Linked DNA regions of Sus scrofa: region 2 is linked to region 1. Evidence: chromatin contacts called from public Hi-C data. All regions are on one chromosome and are shown on one strand. Each heading gives the region's core, a stretch centred on a gene start, on an enhancer-like site or on the middle of the called end of the contact. The rest is flanking DNA. Distances are from core to core; before and after follow the strand shown.

Region 1 (6,860 bases), core at 1,616-4,115:
GCCAGATCCTTAACCCACTGAACGAGACCAGGGATTGAACTTGCAACTTCATGGTTCCTAGTCAGATTTGTTAACCGCTGAGCCATGACGGGAACTCCAGTATTTTTCAAAAATAGGACACTTTACCACCCCTAGTGGGTCACAACTAATATTTTTTATAAAATAAAATGGAATTGACTCAATTAGAATAGAAAATATAAAGAACAAGACACATTAGAAGGCTAGTTTACAAAATTTTGTTTTGGCTTTAAATATATGAATGCATATGATGTGATGTAAAATGTATTCCTTAATGTGAGTTGCAGGCAAAAAAGTTTGACAAATCTTGTTCTAAAAAATCGAACTGCCTTCTAAGTTTAAAATGAAATTATTCTAGTTTCCAGTTCAAAATTTCTGATATTGACCTCTTTTAACTCAATGTTAATGGTTTATTGCCTGATAGACAAGAGTAGCTAGCTACAAAGACATTTAGTTAAAATGATTAGAAAATATTTCCTACCTCAATTAGTTGTAATTGTTAATACCAATTGTAAATCATTAAAAGACAACCCCTTGGGCTCTTACCCACTCTGGGCAAATGCCAGACCCAAGGCAGAGAGGAGTTTGGCATGTTTTAGAAAAAATATTTGCAGTCTAGTGAAAGAGATAGAAGGGCAGGAAGGAGATGGGGTAAGAAATGTAGGAGGGAGGTGGCCTGAGTAAAGCCCTGCAAACCATGAAAAAGCATTTTAGTGTATATATTTATGCTAGGGAGAGCCATTTGAGAGCTGTAAGCAAAGGACTTTTGTGGGTTGCTGTTGTTGTTTTACAACCAGTAGGACTGCTGCATCGAGAAAGAGATTTTACACAGTAAGAATCAAACTAAGGTGGTTAGGAAGCTATGACAATCATACAGGTGAAAGATGGTTGTGGCCTTGATTAGGCAGTAGCATTGGAGATTAAAAAAATACGAATTTGGGGAAAAGTTCTGGAAGTATAAAACACAGAATTTGCAGATAGACTGGAAAAGTGGGGTTGGTAAAGAAAAGAATCAATTATACACCCTAGAATTTTAGTTTGTGCCACTAGGTGGATGGCTTGATCAGTTGTGATGGGGAAGAGCAAGCAGGGGACGTGCGGCAGAAATCCATAGTTCTGTTAGAGAGATGTTAACTTTGATATACATATTAGGCATCTAAGTGAGTATGTCAAGAAAGCAGAACTGGGCTTCAGGAGAGAATTAAGGACTGCTGGATTTTATCATCAGCACATAAATAGTATTTATACCCGCAGGACTGTTACCTCCATAAGAACATCACGAAGTGTCTTTTAATCTTGATGAAAACTCAAGGTAGATATTTTCTTTCATATCTATATAATTAGCTTCTATGGCCCACACCACAGCTCACAGCAACACCGGATCCTTAACCCACTGAGCAGGGCCAGGGATAGAATCCGAGTCCTCATGGATACTACCAGCGTTTGTTAACCACGGAGCCAGGATGGGAACTCCAGAATATGGGAACTTCTAAGTAGAGGGTTTTTAATTTTTTGAATGGAGAGTTTTAAAATTAGTTAATTAATTTATTGGTGGCACCAGCAGCATACATAAGTGCCCAGGCCAGGCATGGAACTCTAGCCATAGCAGTGACAATGCCAAATCCTTAATCACTAGGCCACTAGGAAACTCCACGAAGGGTTTTTTGTTTTGTTTTTATAAACTGTCTAGTCTGGAGAGAATGATGCTTATCCAGAACTTTATCCAAGTTTATAAATTCATGTCTTTTCTACCCTTAGACAACTTCCCTTGGGCAGGTTCCACCACTGGTAGTTCCTTTTTTAAAAAAAACCCTACTTTGGTTTGGGGATATGACTGTTTTCCTTCTTTCTTATATCTTGATTGCCTCTTCTTCACTGACCCTTACCTATACCTGTTACACAGGGATTTTTAGCCTTCTTTCTTCACTTTACATATTCCCCCTCCACAATATGTTCTCATTGCTTCAAATACTAAATACACCCTTAGACTCTCTAATTTTTTACTTCCACCCCAGATATTTCTCCCTAGCTCTAGGAGACAAAGTCCAAAAATTCCAGAAAGCAATTAGCCTGGAGGCTCTCCCGTGAGATTAAAGAGGAGAGACTGTGGGCCTGTGACCATTTCATTCGTACATACATTCAGTCCTTCATTTATTTACAAGCACTTACATACTGGCTGCTTTTATGCAGTTTCAAATTTAGAGTGGCAGGCAGGCAGTGGTCCAGGATGAGCTTTAACTAAGGGTTTAAGTTGGTAGGAAGCCATTCACGTGAACACCGTAAGTCCTCAGGCCACAGAAGCATTATGTAAAAAAGAATCCTGCTGAGTTCCTCATAGAGATTTAACGAACACTCTGTGAAGTGTTATGATTCTAGCCTAACATTAAAGGAAAGAGAAAGTGAATCCCATCACGAAAGAAGAAAAGTTGGGGACAGGCAAGGGATTCACGCAGCACTTTGCATCGCAGGGGGTCATGACGAGAACAAGGTACTGAGTAGGGAGCAGGAAGAGAATGAATACACTTAACGTAGGAAAAAAAATTAAAAACCTGGAGCGGCACACATTAATGACCTAGCATTTGTTAAAGATTCATGGTAAAAACCCACACCTCACCGCAAGCAGTCTACAGCGGCTCAGCCCTGGCGTCATCACAGTCAGAGCGCGCAGCGCACCGCCCATTTAGCCCCTCCCTCCTTTCCAAAGGCCCCTTCGCAGACCCGCGTGCCAATGCGCGGCGGATCCCTCCCCCTTAGCTCTCTCGACCAATGAGAAATGGTGTCGAAATTTGCCACCGCCCGGTCGCAGGTCACGTGACCTCGTCTCCCCGCCCTCTCACTCCGCTGCCTCCAGGTTCTGAGAAGATGGCGAAGGTCTCGGAGCTTTACGATGTCACTTGGGAAGGTAACTGCGGGCGACGCGGGAGCTGAAAGACCGAAAGCCGTGGGAAGCGGTTCGGGAATATCTGTTGTCCTAAGAGACTTGGATTCTCGGGTCTTTTCGGCACTGGACTGGCCGAGCTGAGGTGGTGTCTGAGGTGGAGTGGAGGCTGACCTCTTCCTTGGCCTGGCCACCGGCTGGAGGTTGCGGTGTTCCCACCGCTTGTGGTTACCGTAGACTGACTGACCGTCCCACTTCCGCGCAGGTCCAGGGGCCCAGGGAAGCTTCCATTATTAGGCGGCAGGGACCTCGGGCTGGGGTTGTCACACAATTCCTGTGGCTGCTGGGGGGCGCGGAGGAGGCGGGGTAGTTGCCTGCTGAAGCGTCTTTGCAGCCGCCAAAATAAAGGGCCTGTAAAGCCTTTTAAGTGCCGTTTAAGGGTTACAACTCTCTGCAGTAAAGGTGTGTTGGAAACGTTTGAACATGGCTGATTCTTCTACATGTTGTTTACATTTCATTCTCTCTTAAAACCTGGGTTTCTGATTTCTCCCCTTTTTAATTATTCCCTGTCCCATTTCTCCTCAAAACACATTTACACACACAACACTACTTCCTTCTTGTTTCTTACTAGTAATTCCTTTTCTGAAGAGGAAAAGAGCTGGTTATTCGGGGCATGTGCTGAAGTATGAAGGACTTTCTTTCCATACTCTAGTTTAATCTGAGATGGAATGTGTTCTTTAAATTTGGAAGCAAACTGGACCAGTTCTCTAAGAGCAGGAATTTTAGTGGGAGGCATGCATGCTTAAGAGAAGAGCCGTGAGTTTCTCTAAGGCATGAAATTTGTGTAATTGAAATGTATATTTCTAAAATTTAACAGTAGACTTTAACAGCTTAATTGTTGGGATATTTAAACAATGACCTGATAACACGTGGACTGATTGTTCAATGGTGAGTAAATCTCTCCAGAGTACAAAGTAGCAAACAATGATGGGAAAAGGAAAAGGTAAAAGTCCTTTACACTGGTACTGAATTCAATGATTTATTATTGGTTTTGTGGCCTCTCCCATACTGTGAACCCACTGTTTCTACCTGTACATTAAAATCATTGTGTTCCGTACTAGATCTCGGGCATATCAATTTAAGTAACACACAGTCCCTGCTTTCAGGGAGTTCACTGTCTAGGAGAAAGACAGACTTGTAAATACGTAGTTTTAAAAGGTGGGTATCAGGATGATAATGTGGTTGATATTTTAATGCTCTTAAAAATGTTTCAAATATTTTATGCTTTTTAGAAAGTGCTATTTTGAAGGTATGTTCAGTATAAGTTTCTTGGATGATAGTATCATGTATAGTCTTAGGCAATGAGTGGATAAATGTGTAACTACCACAGGGTGACCTTACCCTGTGGGAATTCTAAAAATGAGCAACATAATTGAAAGATTTAGATTAATAACTACTTTACAGTTTGTTGAGGAACAAAAGGGAAAACATATGTTAAAGTTCTTTTAAACTAAGTACATATGAAAAGATGATCTGGGGAGTTCCCATTGTGGTGCAACAGAGATGAATCCAACTAGTGTCCATGAGGACGCAGGTTCAATCCCTGGCCTCGCTCGGTGGGTCGGGGTGTAGCGATGCTGTGAGCTGTGGCATAGGTCTGCAGCTGTACCTCTGATTCTACCCCTAGCCTGGGAACTTATATATGTTTTGGTTGTGGCCCTAAAACAAAACAATAAGAATAAAAAGATGATCTGGCTCCTGCCTGTGCCTCCAGCTTTATCTTAAGCTACTCTTCCCCTTATCTATGAGGTGGTTGTACTGGCCTTTATTGAATTCCCTAAATATGCACTGCTCCTTTTGTCTTAGGATTGGACACAAGTTATTCCTTTTGATAATTTTCTTCCCTCTTTGCTCTACTTTTTTTCCCGTTATACTTTATCATTTCTCAGAATTTCCTGCAAAGGTAACATACTTGAGAGAGCTTTTCTTGACCACCCTACCCCCAGCCATTCCCCATCCTTCCACCAAAATTAAAAAAAAAAAAAAAGAAAGACAAAAATACAACAAAAACAGACAAGCAACAAAACTTAACCCTGGTTCTTTAATTGTGTGTCCATACTATTGAAGTACAGTTGTGTTAAGTTTAAAGATTTTGTTTCTCCTAGAGTGCCATGAGAGACCAGGCCTCTCTTGTTCTAATGTCTGACATATTGGAGAAACTCAGTAATCTGGTGACTGAATGAATTGTTAGTGGGATTAAAAATGAACTGTAATAAGTCTTCACAAAAGACTGTGAGTCATTTTCTCAATGTTGGAATAATTTTTTTTTGTATCTTAGACTTAGGCAACTCAGCAAATAGGATATAGTTTTCTTATTTTGGAATTAATGTTATTAATGAGTAGAATTAAAGTCCTATTTTAGCGGATTTTTTTTTTTTTTTTTTTGTCTTTTTAGGACACACCCGAGGCATATGGAGGTTCCCAGGCTAGGGGTTCAATCAGAGCTGCAGCCGCTGACCTATGCCACAGCCACAGCAATGCCAGATCTGAGTTGCACCCTACACCAAAGCTCATGGCAATGCTGGATCCTTAACCCACTAAGCGAGGCCAGGGATCAAACTTGCATCCTCATGGATGCTAGTCAGATTCATTTCTGCTGAGCCATAATGGGAACTCCTTAGCAGACTTTTAAGAAAAGAGTATTGCAGATTTTTCTTTCAGAGAGGATGATGGGAAGACCCTCAGGAATAGTTTTGTTTTTGTTTGGTTTTTTGTTTTTTTTGGCTGCACCCGTGGCATAGGGAATTTACCAGGCCAGGGATCAAACCTCGACCACAGCTATAACCACAGCTACAGCAGTGACAACACCAGATCCTTAACCCACTGAGTCATGAGGGAACTCTAGGAATAGTTTTTTTGTTTAGATATTTTGGGGAGGGAGTGTCAGTTGGATCTAGGTTCTTTTAAGAATTCCATTGAATGGCGTCGTGGAAGGGTGTTCCTGCTGTGGTGCCATGGGTTAACGATCTGGCTTATCTCTGTGGAGGCACTGGTTTGATCCCACATAGTGGGTTAAGGATCCATGTTGCTGTAGCTGTTGGGTAGGTCACAGCTTTGGCTCAAATTGTATCCCTGGCCCAGGAACCTACAGGTGCAGCTGGTGCAGGTGAAAAAAAAGAAAAAAAAAAAAAAAGTCATGGAAATGGTTAGTTCCAAGAGTAGTATGATTCTTATGATAGGAAAATGTATCACATACTTATAAAAAACTTATATACTAAGTCTAACACTCTTAGTTTTTATTGGGCTCTATAAAAAAAGTAGGTATGTAGTTTACTTAGGCAGCTGAAAGTTACTGATGTTTGTTAAATAGAGGAGTTATTAAGAGTTTGGAGGTGGGAAAGAGAGTTGAAGGAGGGTGTAGTCAAGTTTCTTGAGAATATATTATTTGGACAGGATATGGATAGGATGCCTAGCACAATGCCTGGCCTAAAATAGGCATAAAGTGAATATTTGTTGAAAAAAATATTTATTAAAAATGTTTGAGGAGATTTTAGTTGTATATGCTCACTGTCTCTACTTCTCTTTTTGTTCAGGCCTTCAAACAACCACAGTTTGGTTTCCATGCTTATCTCCTTTTCTGTGGAGACCCAATGCTGGGTCTAAAATATTAGTTTTGTATATCTATAGTACATTTGTCATTGTAGAATATTCCTGCTATGAAAAATCCTTTCCTTGGTTTCTTAGCATTAAGGCTCTCATTACTTTTCGCAGCTTGGTTTAGTGCTTTATATCCATTTACTCCTTAATTTTTTTTTGTCTTTTTGCTATTTCTTGGGCCGCTCCCGCGGCATATGGAGGTTCCCAGGCTAGGGGTCCAATCAGAGCTGTAGCCGCCAGCCTATGCCAGAGCCACAGCAACGTGGGATCCGAGCCGCACCTGCGAACTACACCGCAGCTCATGGCA
Region 2 (6,860 bases), core at 2,280-4,779, 210 kb before region 1:
CTAGCCTGGGAAGCTCCATATGCCGTGGGTGCAGCCCAAGAAATGGCAAACAGACAAAAAAAAAAAAAAAAAAAAAAAAAATTTTTAAGCTCAGACCACACAACACAGGCAGAAAGAACAGTGCTCGGTTCACAGGCTACAGTTTGCTAACTCAGTCTATCAACTTCTTGAAAACAGCTCCTACTTTTCAGTAGATTAAAAATCTTTTGACATCTCTTTCTGCTGTACTCCTCCACAAATCCAGTATCTACATACTGATGATTCTTTAGAAACTAAAACCTTAAAGTTCCTTTATCCCACAAATTATAACAACTTTCATCCAGTACCTCACCTCAAAGACTTCTAACTTAAATTCATGACCTCTACCACTATTACCTCTAAAATGCTTCACCATCCTAAACATACCCTTTGCTCTAATTTTTCTATCATCCTATTTGGCTATCACTTTAGACATTACTTTGGATATTGTTTTTAGCTATTGCAAAGATTCTCCTCTTTAGCAATTATCATTTATTCCATTCATTTTCTCCAACCAAATACAATTCAATGTCAATCTCCAGCTCTGAAAAAAAAGTCAACTCTTTTCTATGTTCTGGCTAAGATTGACAATAAAATATTTCCAAACTAGGCAATAATGGAGTTCCCATTGTGGCTCAGTGGAAACAAATCTGAGGACACAGGTTTGATTCCTGGCCTTATTCAGTGGGTTAAGGATCTGGTGTTGCTGTGAGCTGGGGTGTAGGTCGCAGATGCGGCTTGGATTTGGCATTGCTGTGGCCATGGCGTAGGCTAGTGGCTGTAGCCCCAATTCGACCCCTAGCCTGGGAACTGCGATATGCCGTGGGTGCCCTAAAAAACAAACAAAACTAGGCAATAATGTTATTCAGTCATATCTGTGCCTTTCTCTTATCAGTAATCCTTTTCATCAATCTCTAAATGGCATTCATCCACCAGCCTACCTCCACTCATTTCTATACTACTCCAGTAACTTTCTACTGCTTCTCACTTCAAGAATGACCAGTCTGTGGGCCCTCCAAGCACTTACCAATCTTTGCCCTGTCTTGGACAGTTTCTTCAGTCCCCCTTCCAGTATTTACTTCACTTTCAAAACCCTGAGTCTTCCCCTCTCATATATGATGGCCTAGCCTCCTAACTGAAAACATTTAGGAGTACCTACTCTATCCCAGAAAAACTCAAAGTCCTTTTTGCCCACTGAATAGTATCTCTTCAATTTTGATAGCACTCTGCCAGAATTTCTCTGACATTTATTACACTGTATTATAACTGCAGATCTCTATTCCCTCCAAAGGATAAGATATTTTTTAGTGATGAACTGTATGGATTTTATCTTCAATTTCTCACCATTCCACGGCAGTCCTATACTTAGTAACTGATAAATACTCTAGCATCTGTCTTCCCCTTGGTGTATTACAGCCATCTTACCAACATTCTCTCCAAGGAAACAGGTAAGGGGCATTTACATCCCACGGATTCTCAGCTGTTCATAGTTTTGGTCTTACCCTAGGAAAAACCAATTTACACTTACATAGTCCTCCCTTTCCTCTGTCTGCTCTGAAAATCAAGTATAAAGACACTACGAAAATGCCAAGTTTGGCTAATTTAGAAGCATTTTTACAAGGAGCTGGTAAAGGATTTCAGAGGAGGATTTTTTTCTTATTCCTTGATCTTTGGTGAATTATCCTTTATTATCCAAAAAAGGAAACAAGGCAGATTGGGCTGTTTTATCTAAACTCCATAATATAGATGTAAGTATGTCCTATAAAAGAAACATCAAGACAAAAATATATCCTTTCAAGATAAAGCTTTATATTGCAAGACATTCTTATACATTTATTGAAAATAAACTTGGCGGTTCCCTAATATCAACAACTTTATAGAGTTGTCTGTATTCCGAAAAGGTTCCTATAAATTTGAGGATCATGCCTGTCCAATGATACATAACCATCAGGAAGATTTGCAAAGTTATCTGAACAATTTAATGTTTATTTGTAGGGCTTTTCTGTTTTATTGCTCTTGAGACACACAAAATCTATTCCCCAAATCCAGTAGACTTAGGTTTTAATCTGCTTCCAGAAACAGAATGCACTTACTTTTTATCCAATATTTTAACTGCTTCATCACAATATTACTTTATTATAACTATTACAATGGACCAATTTCCAAAAAAAAAAAAAAAAAAACCCTAAGATGTTACTAAACCTCACATTTCAAAACTTTTAGGACTGAGACATTTTAAAATGAGTTACCAGAACCACATACTTTTTCAAGATACCTTGAGTAGCCAAGTGAAGGTTAACGACCAATTTAAATCATTCGAAGTCTGTACATCTATACACCGAAGAACAACTTGATTTAAAAATTATCAGGTTGTTATTTTTGAGCTCACCTCCCCATCTGACGAAATATAAGCTTCTAGATGTGACTGGCTACCGAAACTCAATGCAAAGAACTCAGAACTTTGCGGAAACTAGGCGTCTACATATCTAAGGTTAAGAAAATCATTCCAAACCGTCTTCCAGGCAAAACCACAAAGTGAAGGCCACCCTTTCTACAGAGCCCAAAGGAAAAATTAAAATCTCTAACAGTCCAATTTGCTTTTAGAAAACGGCCTGAATTTAAATTAAGCTCAGGCATTACTACAGCGAAGCCAGCCAATCGTCAACTTCCGAGAATGACGCGGAAGTCCTGAGGCAATGGCACCTCCAGAAGTGAAGTAGAAACCCCTCCCTTTCTCCCCTGAGCTTCAAACTGTCACCACACCCCTACTCACGGACGAACTCCGCAGTGCTAATCAACGGGGACGACGCTAAACTACCAGTAAGGCAGGGTCCTTACTGCTCCACTCGGGACCAACTCAGGGCCGCCTCACACGTGTGTCAGGCCTAGGGCTACCGCCACCGCCTGTCGGCCTTACTCCGCATCTCACGGGCTCCCAAGACTTCCTCGCTCTCAAGGCCCACTTACCTCCTTTACGGAGAGAAACTCAAGCAACGGAAAGACTAGATGCCGATCCAAAAAGTGCGCGATACGAGTAGTCAAGTCGTACTCGGCCATCTTGGCAAGAAAAAAGAAAGTGTGCCCTCGCTTAAACTTTATTGATAGCGCCGACAAACGAACAGACAAGCCCCGAACTGCGCAAATGCACTGGTTAACCGATCCACGGGAAAGGGGCGGGATTCAGAGAGGCCTGGTACTACGCATGTGCTTTGGTTAAAGCCGCCAAAGGAAAGGGGCGGGGTTCAACCGCCGGCGCTCAGAGAACATTGCGCATGCGCGAGGTCTTAGCTTCCCTCCTGCCTTCCCCTCCTCCCTCTGCGCAGTTCCGGACGGATCAGAGCGCGAAAAGATTGCTTCTTGAAAGTTTGTCAAACTCCTGCAATGTGTTCAGCTAACCGGTACTGAAGACTTAGAATTGACTGCTGAGGCAATGTCTTTGTATTGGAGATGTGGCACGGGATAAGATCATGAGGTCTCTGCTCTTCTGAAAGTTACATACAGGGAGGAATAGCTGAACTTGTATTTGGCATATAGTTACGGTTTTGTGTGTTAAAGCGGGACGGGTTTCTGGACAAAAAGCAAATGAAGTAATTACAGATTATAGTAAGATCCATAACTTGTCGTAGGTGGAGGATGCTGGTTGGGACTTTTTTATTAGGAAATTTAGAATGTAAAATAAAATTCACTGTTTTATGGCAAGATAAAAATTTAAACATTAAAAAGTTATCTGACCTTTGGCCTTCTTTCTCCTGCTACTGTGCATTGTATGCCTGCATTATGCATCAACTAAACCTCTCCCATCGGCAGGATACCAGCCCAAGCATAAAAAACAATATTTTCCTAGCATCAATAGGACAATTCCTTAAAAGATAACATTCCTTCTCAATTTTGAAAGGGGTCACATGACCCACGAGAATGATGCTTAGATCTGGATTATATAAACTGTCAATAATACATCATTTGATGTTACAGCCCTGTCTCAAAAAATTTACATAACTGTGCCTTGATTTCTAACCAGTGAAACAGTTCTCAGAGCTTTCTGAGATGCTCCTCCTGGGTTATAATCCCCAAATTTGGCTCGGATAAAGTTTTCCACTTCTTTCTTAGGTCAACTGATTAATTTTCAACAAAAGAAAATTGAGGTATATAATTTAGCTGCGAGTTGTGGTAAGAGAAGCAGGTGACCAAAATTAGAGCCTGGAAAACATGCCTGGTGAAAGGCACAGCAAAGACAAAGGCCATAAGACAGAAAAGGACTTGGTGTGTTTCAAAAACTGAGTATCCTACTGGACTGAAGAGTGGGTTAAAGACATTGAGATAGGTCAGGTCATAATAAGGTAAGGTTTACAGGTTTTATTCTGAGTACTCATCTCCTTTGCTAGTTCCTTGTCATCTCTCAGGCCTCTTCATTTTGGACTGCCTTGGGATCTTGGACCTCTTTGCTATCTAGGCAAATGTCCCAAGTGACCTCATTCAACCTAATGGCTTTAGGTGCAGTCTTCACATTGACAACACCCAAACACAGACTATTGGTCAATAGCAGGTGCCCATATATGCAACATCCTAAACATTAACATGTCCAAATAATGCTCCTTTTTGCACCCTTCTCCACCTCAGTGAATGTCACCTCCATCCATCTGGTTGTTCAGACCCAAAATCTTCAAATCATCTTCGGTTTTTCTCTTTCTCATACTTTACATTGACTCTACCAGCAAATCATCTGGTTCTACCTTTGAAGCAAATCGATGATCTGGCGTTGCCATATGCCATGGTGTAGGTCGCAGACACGGTTTGGATTTGATGTTGCTCTGACTGTGGTTGTGGCCAGAAGCTACAGCTCTGGTTCAACCCCTAGCCTGGGAACCTCCATATGCTGCAGGCGTGGCCCTAAAAAGACAAAAAAAAAAAAAAAAAAAAAAAAAGCAAATCCAGAGCCAATCAATTCATACCACCCACAAAGTTAATTCTTATGCCAAACCACCATTATCTCTTGCTTTGATTTTTGGGATAGCCTCTCCACTAATCACCTTGTTTCCCCTCTTTTCCTCCTGTGGTTTATTCTCCATGCAACAGCCAGACTGTCTTATAAAAGCCAAATTATGCTCAAAACCGTCCACACCTTGTTATCTCAGGGCAAATTGTATAGGTTTTAAAATAGTCTAAAAAGTCCTAGGTCATCTGGACGCATAATCTCTCATACCTCATCTTCTCCATCTTCTCTTTCTCATTCTACCACAGCCCTAAGCAACCACTAATCTACTTTATGCCTCGGTCAATTTTCCTATTCAGGACTTTCATATGAATGGAATAAGAAAATATATGGCCTTTTGTGTCTGAATTTTTTCACTTTACATAATGTTTTCAAGGTCGATCCAAGTTGTAGCATGTATCAGGATGTCATTCATTCTTATGTTTGAATAATATTCTGTTATAAGGATATAGAATATATGATTTATGCATCCATCCACTGATGGACATTTGGATTGTTTCCACTTGTTGGCTGCTATAAATAATGCTGTTAATAAACATTAATGTACTCATTTTTATGTAAAAATATATTTTCAGTTCTCTTGCATCTATATTCAGAGGTAGAAGTGCTGAGTTATATGGTAACTGTGTTTAATCATTTGAGGAACTCCCAGAGTATGCTATAATTTTGCAAGATGTTACCACTGGAGGAAACTGAATAAAGTTACCTTTACTCAGATACATGGGATCTTCCTGTACTATTTCTTACAACAGCAAGTGAACCTATTAATCTCAGAATAAAACTGTAATTTAAAAAATGATTCTTAGACTTTTGAGCTTAACAAAATTGGTTACCTACTGGTGACTAGTAAAAGGGGTGTGTGTGTGAGAGAATGGCAAAGGAATATTTATGAGTCCTAAAATCAGAAATTCTGCTTCAGACAGAATAAGATCCATATTACATATCTAAGTGATGCTATCTGGTATGCAAATGGAGATACTATTCTGGATCAGTTGATAATATTATTAAAAACTTTTTGTGTGTGTAACCTTGTACCAGCTTTTTTTAAGGATTTGGGAGTATGATCTCCGCCATACTGCCATTACAGTATTATTAGGAAAGCAAAGCTGAATTTCCATGAAGCAGAGAATAAATGTAGTATAAGCTGCTATATTGTAGGGGATAGTCTTCGTACCTTCTGAGAGTTGAGAAGTAATAGTTGTAATATGAAGTTTCCTGGAATCCCAGAGACTAAAGTTGTAATAGAATATAGACAGGAAAAGAGGATCTTAGAGAAACAGCAGGCACTGAGGCTTCCAGCAGAAATAAGCTGCAGCAAAGGAAGGAAGCAGCTGGAAGTATGGAAACATGCCAAAAAGGAACAGAGAGCATCTTTGATAAACAGAAATAAGATGAAGTTCAATTTGATTAACATTTGAACTTTTACCATATGTAAGGTACTAAGCTAAGTGTTAATGGAGTATGTAATCTCTTGAGAGCTAATCTCAGGCCACAGGAGTTTCACTCTAATATGTAGCAATTATTCCTTCATTCATTCAATATAAATTGAATACTTACAAAGTGCTGGGCACTGTTCTAGGTCCTAGGAATACAGCAGAGAAGAAAACACAGTGGCTTCTCTAAGCACTTATACTGGAGTTCCCTCATGGCTCAGTGGGTTGAGTATACAGCATTGTCACTACTGTGGCTCAGGCCACTGCTATGGTGTGGGTTCAGCCCCTGGCCCAGGAACTTCCACATGCCATGGGCGTAAAGAAGAAGAAGCTTATATTCAAGCGGTGGGGAGAGACAGATAAAAACATATTAACAAATACATAATTTATCCAGTGGTGATAAGTGCTATGAAGAACAA

What was found. Hi-C and Micro-C count contacts between places; a contact is called where the count stands out from the background.
Region 2: a Hi-C map of liver shows a contact between it and region 1, with 9 times the contacts expected there. The contact joins the promoter of EIF3E here to the promoter of EMC2 in region 1. A contact is called at or near these places in 1 of 5 promoter capture datasets (liver), 8 of 47 Hi-C or Micro-C datasets (blood, embryonic fibroblasts, fibroblasts and 4 more) and 2 of 2 datasets of contacts at active chromatin or transcription factors (alveolar macrophages and skeletal muscle).

The regions. Positions count from the first base shown.
Region 1 is chr4:29,075,050-29,081,909 of Sscrofa11.1, reverse strand. EMC2 (ER membrane protein complex subunit 2) reads left to right here and starts at 2,865. Exons shown (of 13, transcript XR_002343156.1): 1 at 2,865-2,920. LOC110260238 (a long non-coding RNA gene) reads right to left here and starts at 2,693. Exons shown (of 6, transcript XR_002343159.1): 1 at 2,628-2,693.
Region 2 is chr4:29,285,547-29,292,406 of Sscrofa11.1, reverse strand. EIF3E (eukaryotic translation initiation factor 3 subunit E) reads right to left here and starts at 3,529. Exons shown (of 13, transcript XM_021089027.1): 1 at 2,986-3,529. The coding sequence starts at 3,075.